3 separate regions of the Sus scrofa genome follow, and all the other regions are linked to region 3. Evidence: chromatin contacts called from public HiChIP or PLAC-seq data. All regions are on one chromosome and are shown on one strand. Each heading gives the region's core, a stretch centred on a gene start, on an enhancer-like site or on the middle of the called end of the contact. The rest is flanking DNA. Distances are from core to core; before and after follow the strand shown.

The links. HiChIP or PLAC-seq counts read pairs in DNA pulled down with a chosen protein or histone mark.
Region 1: a contact with region 3 is called in an H3K27ac HiChIP or PLAC-seq map of skeletal muscle. The contact joins the enhancer-like site here to the promoter of TMEM131L in region 3. A contact is called at or near these places in 2 of 5 promoter capture datasets (fetal liver and fetal skeletal muscle), 3 of 47 Hi-C or Micro-C datasets (embryonic fibroblasts, liver and skeletal muscle) and 2 of 2 datasets of contacts at active chromatin or transcription factors (alveolar macrophages and skeletal muscle).
Region 2: a contact with region 3 is called in an H3K27ac HiChIP or PLAC-seq map of skeletal muscle. The contact joins the enhancer-like site here to the promoter of TMEM131L in region 3. A contact is called at or near these places in 3 of 5 promoter capture datasets (fetal liver, fetal skeletal muscle and liver), 10 of 47 Hi-C or Micro-C datasets (alveolar macrophages, brain, embryonic fibroblasts and 5 more) and 2 of 2 datasets of contacts at active chromatin or transcription factors (alveolar macrophages and skeletal muscle).

The regions. Positions count from the first base shown.
Region 1 is chr8:75,562,759-75,565,458 of Sscrofa11.1, reverse strand. The region is part of intron 3 of TMEM131L (transmembrane protein 131-like); the gene reads left to right. Among named protein-coding and RNA genes, the nearest start is that of TMEM131L, 81 kb to the left of the region's middle. Within about 2 kb of position 1,383, at least 6 of the 83 cell types and tissues checked have an H3K27ac peak or open chromatin away from gene starts, as enhancers often do. A contact at or near this core is called in fetal skeletal muscle, liver and skeletal muscle, where this site is marked.
Region 2 is chr8:75,538,799-75,541,582 of Sscrofa11.1, reverse strand. All of the region lies in intron 7 of TMEM131L (transmembrane protein 131-like), which reads left to right. Among named protein-coding and RNA genes, the nearest start is that of TMEM131L, 100 kb to the left of the region's middle. Within about 2 kb of position 1,397, at least 3 of the 83 cell types and tissues checked have an H3K27ac peak or open chromatin away from gene starts, as enhancers often do. A contact at or near this core is called in skeletal muscle, where this site is marked.
Region 3 is chr8:75,643,542-75,646,241 of Sscrofa11.1, reverse strand. TMEM131L (transmembrane protein 131-like) reads left to right here and starts at 1,373. Exons shown (of 35, transcript XM_021101486.1): 1 at 1,373-1,581; 2 at 2,242-2,312. The coding sequence starts at 1,458. It overlaps LOC102159783, which reads right to left and starts at 2,235. Exons shown (of 3, transcript XM_021101487.1): 1 at 1,726-2,235. The coding sequence starts at 2,093.

The DNA of each region.
Region 1 (2,700 bases), core at 134-2,633, 81 kb after region 3:
GTTGGGGAAGGAGCAAATATTAGAAATATGTGGCATGGATTTATCATTTATTTTGACAAGTTGCATGCACTTGTCTGATGGCAGATGTGAGGGCACCTGAGAGTGAAAGAGGCCAGGTGGACTTTGACATAAAAGCATCATCTGTATTACTGAGGGTATGATTGGGAAGAGGTTAACGCTGACTTTTGAGAGCGAGGGGAAAAGGGAAGACATTTCATTTCTGTAGCTCTTGAGGCTTAAGTTACTTCTTTCAGAATGTTGTCAGTTTAGGAGTTCCTGGCGTGGCTCAGTGGTAATGAGCTTGACTCGTATCCCTGAGGATGCAGGTTTGATCCCTGGCCTCGCCCTGGCCTCGCTCAGTGGGTCAAGGACCTGGCGTGGCTGTGGCTGTGGTGTAGGCTGGCAGCTGCATCTCCTATTCAACCCCTAGCCTGGAAATTTCCGTATGCCACAGGTGTGGCCCTAGAAAGACAAAAAGACCAAAAAAAAAAAAAAAAAAAAAAAGGAATGCCCATTTAGAAATGGAAGCTGTGGCATCTTTAAACATAGTGTAAGTTCCTAGCTAGCAGTGATATCTGAGGATAATTGATGATGTCCGTAGTTAACTAATTTCCGGCAGTTTGCTGCTTTTTTCCTCCTTCCGTCTTTAACAGATGCTCAAGGTCATGTGTATGTGTGTGAGTGCCTGTGTGTAGAATGGTTTTATTTATGAGAACTAACTTTGAAACTTATACAGTCATGTTAAATCTCCTTGGATACTTGATCTAGTTTCTAGATTATAAAGTCAAGTGTGCTGAAACAGACCAATGAGAAAGGTAAATCTACCTTGTGACTCTTAGGAAAAAATAGTGACCCTTCTTTTTTTTTTTTTTTTTTTTTTAATTTTAGGGCTGCTCCTGCAGCATATGGAAGATCCCAGGCTAGGGTTCAAATCAGAGCTGCAGCTGCCGGCCTACACCACAGCCACAGCAATGCGGGATCTGAACCGTGTCTTGATGTACACAACAGCTCACGACAATGCCAGATCCTTAACCCACTGAGCAAGGCCAGGAATCGCGGAACCTGCCTCCTCAGGAATACTAGTTGGGTTCATTTCTGCTGAGTCAGGATGGGAACTCCGACACCATTTTACTGCTCCAGTGGTGAGGTCAAAAAAGAGTTTCTTTGCAGTTGGAGAAATTCTGGCTGTTTCTCCCATATTGCTTTAGGTTGAAGTTCAGTGTCTGATTTTCATTGGGAGTGTCAAACTCCTTGGTTGTGGGACTTAGAAAACTCTTGTGGTATGATTCAGCCCAGGTTCATATTTCACTTGTTCTATTCAGAGATAACTACCGCTGCCGCAGTTGGGACTTCTAAATCCCGAGGTCACCTCTGACTCCGTGCTTAGTTGGCTGCTCCGTCTGTCCTCGTTGCTTTTCCTGTTCGATGAGAACAGGATGTCACCCTCTTAGTAGCAGGAACGAATATTTATTGCACTTAATATGTGCCAGGCATGAAGCAAAGGCATCCTTATCTCACTCTAGCCTCACGGTAACTCTAAGGTGGCTACTGTTGTCGTTTTCATGTTACCGATACTAAGGCTGGGTCCTTCCAGAAGTTAAGCGACTGCCCCTCTCAGGACTAGAAAGTGGTGACTTTGGGCCTGGACTCCGAAGCCCTTTCTCCCCCCAGCAGGCGAGGCGACTGCCTTGGTTCCCTGGGTAGGTCATATGATCTTGGATGGACCTGAGCTCCGTACAGGGTCCAGATTTCTGACCTGGACAGAACTGCATTGGAATTTTGGCTCTGCCCCTTGCAGCTGTGTGATCTTTACTCAAATTCTCCAAACCACCTCTTCATTCAGAAGTTGTATGTGCAATCTGATGATAAATCCACTTTCAGTGCACGAGGCAGAAAGAGGACTGTCATTAATAATTTTCCTTTTGACTTATCCAGGAAGTAGCCTGACTTTCCTAAGATGATTTTTGGCCTGTCCTCTTTTCCTTCTGGAATGCTGAGCCCTGGTCAGCTCGGTCTGGAGTGGGGGTGGCTGTGGTATATCTGCTGTTGGCAACTCTTTATACCCATTGCCTCCTGTGGCTTTTCAAAACATTTCTGGAGGCAACTGGGTGTGTTCTCGGTCTTGATTGCAAGCAGGTTATGGAGTCAAGCCTGGCCTTTGGGGGTTTGAGGGAGCCCAATAAATAAATAGTCTACTTCTTATCTGCCTGAGCTGGACACGAGGGGTTAGACGGAGACTGAAGTGACACCTTTATTATTAATATAGTTAGTGCTGGAGGCAGAATTAAGGAGATCCAGATAAGAGATGACAGAAAGCAGAGAGAAATTGAAGGAAGGAAGCTTCGATAGAGGCAGGAAGAAAAAATTGCCGCCAGGATTCTTCCAGTGACCTGAGGATTTTGGAAGGACTTCTCCGGTCTCTGTAGTGTTTGCACCTTCAAGAAAAATGGCAGAGGGGCTTGCTGAAGTTACAATGCTTCTGTGGACCAGCAGGTTTGAAACTCAAATGTCTCCTTCTGGACAAGCCTCTGAACTGTGCTTAGTGAAAAATGGAAAGATTGTATTCTGGAAAACTTGCTTAAGTCTTTAAATGTAGTTATACATGCTGCGTTTAGGAGCTTCTCCACATGGCTTTTAAAATGTTGTTATGACAGTTAATAGTTTTTTCGAGGAATTCCCGTTGTGGCATGAAATGAAGCA
Region 2 (2,784 bases), core at 148-2,647, 100 kb after region 3:
ATCTGGCTGTAGAAGCTGCAGAGAGTATTCTGGAAGCTCTCTCTATTTTGAGGAGAGCTCTGGCGGGGACGCCTTTTTGTTTTTTGTTTTGTTTGCTCTGCCCTCCAAGCTTTTCCTTTTCTTGTGGTAGAATAGGCATAATGCAGAATTCACCATTTTAACCTTTTTTTTTTTTTGGTCTTTTTTGTCTTTTTAGGGCTGCACCCACTGCATTTGGAGGTTCCCAGACTAGGGGTCCAGTCGGAGCTATAGCTGCTGGCCTACACCACAGCCACGGCAATGCCAGATCCGAGATACGTCTGCTGCATACACCACAGCTCACTGGATCCTTTACCCACTGAGTGGTCCAGGGATCGAACCTGTGACCTCATGGTTCCTAGTGCTGCACCACGACAGGAACTCCCATTTTAACCATTTTTAAGTGTGCAGTTGGGTGGCATTCATTATATATGTTATTATACAGCGATCACCACCGTCCACCTCTGGAAATTTTTCATCTGCCCAAACGGAAACTCTACCCCATGAAAAAATAACTCCTCATTACCTACCCCCTCCTCTCAGCCCCTCGTCAGCATTATTCTACTTTATGTCCCTGAATTTGGCTATTACAGGTCCCTTCATAAATGGAATCCTGCAGCATTTGTCCTTTTGTGACTGGCTTAGTTCACTTAACATCATGTCCTCAGGGTTCATCCAGGTCATAGCAGGTGTCAGAATTTCCTTCCCTTTTAAGACGGAATAATATTCCACTGTATGTCTACCCTGGGTTTTGTTGACCTACTCACCCATCAGTGGATTTGGGGTTGTTTGCATCAGGCTGTGGTGTGCCATGCTGCTGTGAATATAAATGTACACACCCCTGTTCAAGTTCCTCCTGTCACTTTTGGGTGTATACCTGGAAGTGGATTGCTAGATCGTGTTGTAATTCTTTGTTTATTCATGTACTTATTTTTCATGACCGCACTCACAGCAAATGGAAGTTCCCGGGCCAGGGATTGAATCTGAGCTGTAGCTTCAACCTATGAGACATCTATGGCACTGTTGGATCCTTTTATCCACTGTGCCGGCTGGGGATTGAACCTGTGCCTCCTGAGTAACCAGAGCCCCCGTAGTTAGATTCTTAACCCCCACGCCACAGTGGGAACTCCCACTGTGTTTAATTTTTTGAGAAACCACCAGACTCTTTTCACTGTCACACCCTTTCTTTCATCCTCACAGCTTGTCATGCCTACTTGGGTTCGAAGCTGTGCTGTGTTGCTCAAGGTCAAGGCATTGCAGCCGCATCGGAGAGCCTGACCTGGTGCCGAGCCGGAGCCCAGGCTCAAGGGTTGAGGCAGGCCTTTCAGACTCACTTGCCATTGGCTTAAGGCCCAGCATCAGCCAACGGTGTAATAATAGCTGCTTGCCTTTGGGTAGAGCCGCTAAGATGCTGCGTGACCTACCAAGGTGGAAATCCCACATGGCTGTGCTAAAACTGCCAGCCCGGGTTATGGTCGTTCAGGGCCAGCTGCCCAAGTGTAGAGGCCAAAGTGTTGCCCAACTCAGGCCACTGCCACTTGGTCCAAGCGAACGTCTCACTATCTCAGTGTTAACTTGTTCTCCAGGTTGCCTTTTGTCTTTCTTGGTCTCTGGCACATTTCAGGGTAGGTGGGAGAGGGTGTGCAGGAAATGACATGTCTCTCTTTGCTTGGGTTCTGAACCACTTGCAAAAGAAGACAGAGAATTTGAAGCATTTGAGGAAAAAAAAAATTCCTTCTCTTGGAAATGGAGTTTCTTTTCCTACAATTTTGATAGGGGGAAAATGCTTCTTAGAATGATTTGCTGAGGAGTTTTACTAACTCATTGCAATTATTGTGAATGAACATGTGAAAATAATGCTCCCTTGGGAGGGTCTGCTTTGTGTACCGCGATTGGCTCACCTACCTCATGTGATGCTTGTAAATGTGGCTGCAAGTCCATTCACTCTGTTTTACGAGAGTGGAAGCTGAATCCTGGAAAAGGTAGAACATTCGCCCAAGGTTTCGTGGCTGGGTTTCATCATGAGTCTGTATTGACTTTGAAGCCGCTTGGCCACACCGAGTTTTTTTTCTTAAAAAACAAGATCAGGAAGAACGCGATACACTTTAACCCTTTTCCCCTTAAAACGAATCAAAACCACCCATGTCTGCCAGTTTGTTGGGTTGTACAAATGGTGTAGTGGGTGGGTCCGGCGACATGGGTCAATGTTTCAGTGGTGAGATGCCTGAGAGGTAGAAGGGTAGGGTCCTGGGAGTTGCAGAAACACAATGCTGTTTATGATTTGGGTGAGGCGAGGGTATCGTCTGTACTCATAAGTCAGCTGAGTGTGTCTGTGCGACAGGAGATGCTAAATGAGGAGTTTGGTTAAAGGGTGAGTGTAGTGGAAGGGACCCAAGAGAGCCCTCCTTTTTAGGAAATCATTGACTCTGTAGGATGCGTTGTATGTCGCACCGCTGGGCGGGCCCCTGGCTGGACCGGTCACGCAGTTTCCGTGGGTCTGTCTTCCTCCCGAGACACATGTGGGCAGAAGAGACTTGCCTGGGGAAAGATCTCTGCAGGTTGGCATTCAGAATTGTGACAGGGAAGGAAAATACTTGAGAAGAATAGGCTCTGAAGTTGGGATTTATCGAAGTAATTCTTAAGCAACGTTACATGGATGGTTTTCTTCGGGGGTCATTGCTGAGAATATCCTAATTTCTAGCTCTTGTTCATTCTGCCTGGATGAAAGCATCATATCCTCTTCCGGATGGGGATTTCTCTTGTTAA
Region 3 (2,700 bases), core at 124-2,623:
GGAGTTGGATATTTACAAGCTTAAACTGAAGTTTCAGCCAAGCAATTAGGCTATTTAGCCTTGTTTAGTGTTATACCCAGACAGTGTGAGACCGGGTTCATAGCACTGTATTATGTTCTTGAGAGGGAGGGAGAATTCACCATTGATTTAGTCCTTCTTTGCATCCGTCCTGCTATTGGACCAAGGCTTTTCCATTGTCTAGACTGGAAGGCACCAGAAGCAATTAAATAGAGGTTCAATGTAAGCAGACAGGTGTGCTCTGGTCCCTTCCCTTCTTTTTGTACACTGTTCATATTCTCTGAATTCCATACAAGCTCCTCTGGAAGCAGCAAGTTAACAAAAGATATCTTAAGATTGCCAATACTTTCAGGTTGTGTAAAGAGATTCCTGAATAAACCCTTGCTCTTGATACCGCTGGCAAAGGCATGAAATTAACTTAAAAGAGATCTCAGACCTTCGATGTACTTTTTGGTTACAGGGATCAAGCAAACAAACAAACAAAAAGGGTTAGAAAACACATTTCCAAGTATCACCTATAGTACCCTGTTAATGTTACAGACAGGCAACTGGCCAAGTCCTCTACCTTAACCAGGTTTCAGAAGCTGGCTAAATTCTGCAACAGGAATCCGAAGGGAAGTAGATGCAGGACCTTTTAAGCTACAAACTTCCTCGAAGAGGCTTCCCCACCTGTCACAAACTGGACAGTCTCCACGGAGGGTGCCGAGCGCACCACCGCCACGCGGCGCTGAGGTCAGCCTTTCGGGTCTTGGGAGAGCTCTTTTTATTCTAAATTACAGACCTTGCAGCCACCGGATATCCTCGCTGCAGACCTGGCAGTAGCCATGTGGCTGCACTCGCCTTTCCTGACAACCACTGCATTATTTCCACTAATATCCTGTCTAGGGCGTCTCGCTGGGCGACTCCTCTCTCCCACCACCTCCCGCCGCTCCCATCCCCGTGGGCAATAACCCGCTCGCTGCCCGTGTGCGCAAACAAAGCGGAAACCACCCCAAAGTTCTGGGCGATAGTGGCCGGGGAGCCCCTCCCGCCAGCTCGCAGAGCCCCAGTCACAGCCTCGGGGCAGGGGGGCGGTCGTCGGACGCTGCGGGGCGGGCCCGCAGCCATGTGCTCCTCGCCGGGCGGGGCAGCAGCCGCGGCGTTCGCATTGTCCACGTTCCCCGCGCCCCGCCGCGTTCCGTCCCTCCCTATCTATGGCGCACACGCGCGGAGCAGCAGCGCGCCGGAGAGGCTGGGCTGCAGCTGCTGCTGCCGCGACGGCGGCTGCACAGCACGGCGCGGGGCGGGCGGGCGGCGCGGCGCGGCGCGGGGCGGGGCGAGGGGGCGGGGCGGGGCGGGCGGGGCGGGCGGCGCGGGGGCGGGCCCGGGGCGAGGCGGCCCCGGCGCCAGCGAGCGAGCGGCGAGCGCGGCGAGCAGCCGAGAGGAGCGCGAGCAGCAGCATGGCGGGGCTCCGACGCCCGCAGCCCGGCTGCTACTGCCGCACCGCCGCGGCCGTGAATCTCCTGCTGGGCGTCTTCCAGGTCCTTCTGCCCTGCTGTCGCCCGGGAGGGGCTCAGGGACAAGGTCAGCCTGGCGCCGCTCCGCTGGCTTCCCTATCCACCCCGCCCCCCTCCTCTTTCTTTTGGGGGAACTGCTGAAGTCTATTACGAGGGCGAGGGGAGGGACGGCAAAGGAGGCAGGAAAGCGGTTGCAATTCCGGGCCGGTACCTTTTGCTCACTGCGGCGTCCTCTCCCGCGCCCTCCGCCCCCGCCTCCTGGAAGCCGGGAAGTCGCGGGGCTCCGGGACCGCGTCGCAGACCGCTAGCCGCGCGCGCCCCGGAGCCTTTGTGCGCGGGCCCCGGGTGCTCCGGGCGCAGTCCCCGCTTTGTGTGGCGCGCGCCGGGGCCCAGCCGCGGCCCGGCTTCCTGCAGCTTTGTTCCCCAAGCCTGACCGCCCGGGCGGCGTCCCGCACGCCAGCCCCAGCTTCTGCCGGAGTGCGGGGGTCCCCCGGGGTGGCTTCCCCTGGCTCCAGAGCCCCCGACCCCGCACGTCCTAGCCTCTCCGTCCAAGGGGCCGCCGACTTGCACCCGCTCCATTGTGTGCTGCTCCTCGGGTGGCCTCCGCTTCTGGAGGGGAAGGGAGGCTTGTTTGGGTGCGGCGGGTGCAGGGGTGGACGATCGGGAAACAGGAAGCGTTTCTTTTCCGTGCCTTAAAAACGCGGTGTGTTTTTTGGTGTTGGTGCAGCGATCGAGCCCTTGCCGAACGTGGTGGAGCTGTGGCAGGCAGAGGAAGGGGAACTCCTGCTGCCCACTCAGGTGAGGACGCCAGGTGACAGGGCGGCTCGGGGGAGCGAGGGAGGAGAGGCCCGGGGGCCGCCGGCCCCCCCAGCGGCACCGGCGCTCGGGCCACTTTGCCAGGCAAATAAACTGTCGGGCCGAGCCCGAACACCTGGCAGCGGTGGCCGGCCCAGCCTCCTCCTGCGCCATGTGACAGGGCGTGAGTCACGCCGGCCCCAAGTTCAGGAGGTGGGAGCCGAGGCCACCTCAGCAGGGCCGCTTCCAGCCGCGGCGGTGCGGAGGGAAGGGCGGGGGCCCCTCCGCCGCCTTTGGTCCGAGGTGGGCGAGGGCCCCGCGCCCGAGATCTCTCCGTGTGCCGTTCTGTTGTGCCCGAGGACCAGGAATATGGAATATTTGTCTCAGAAAT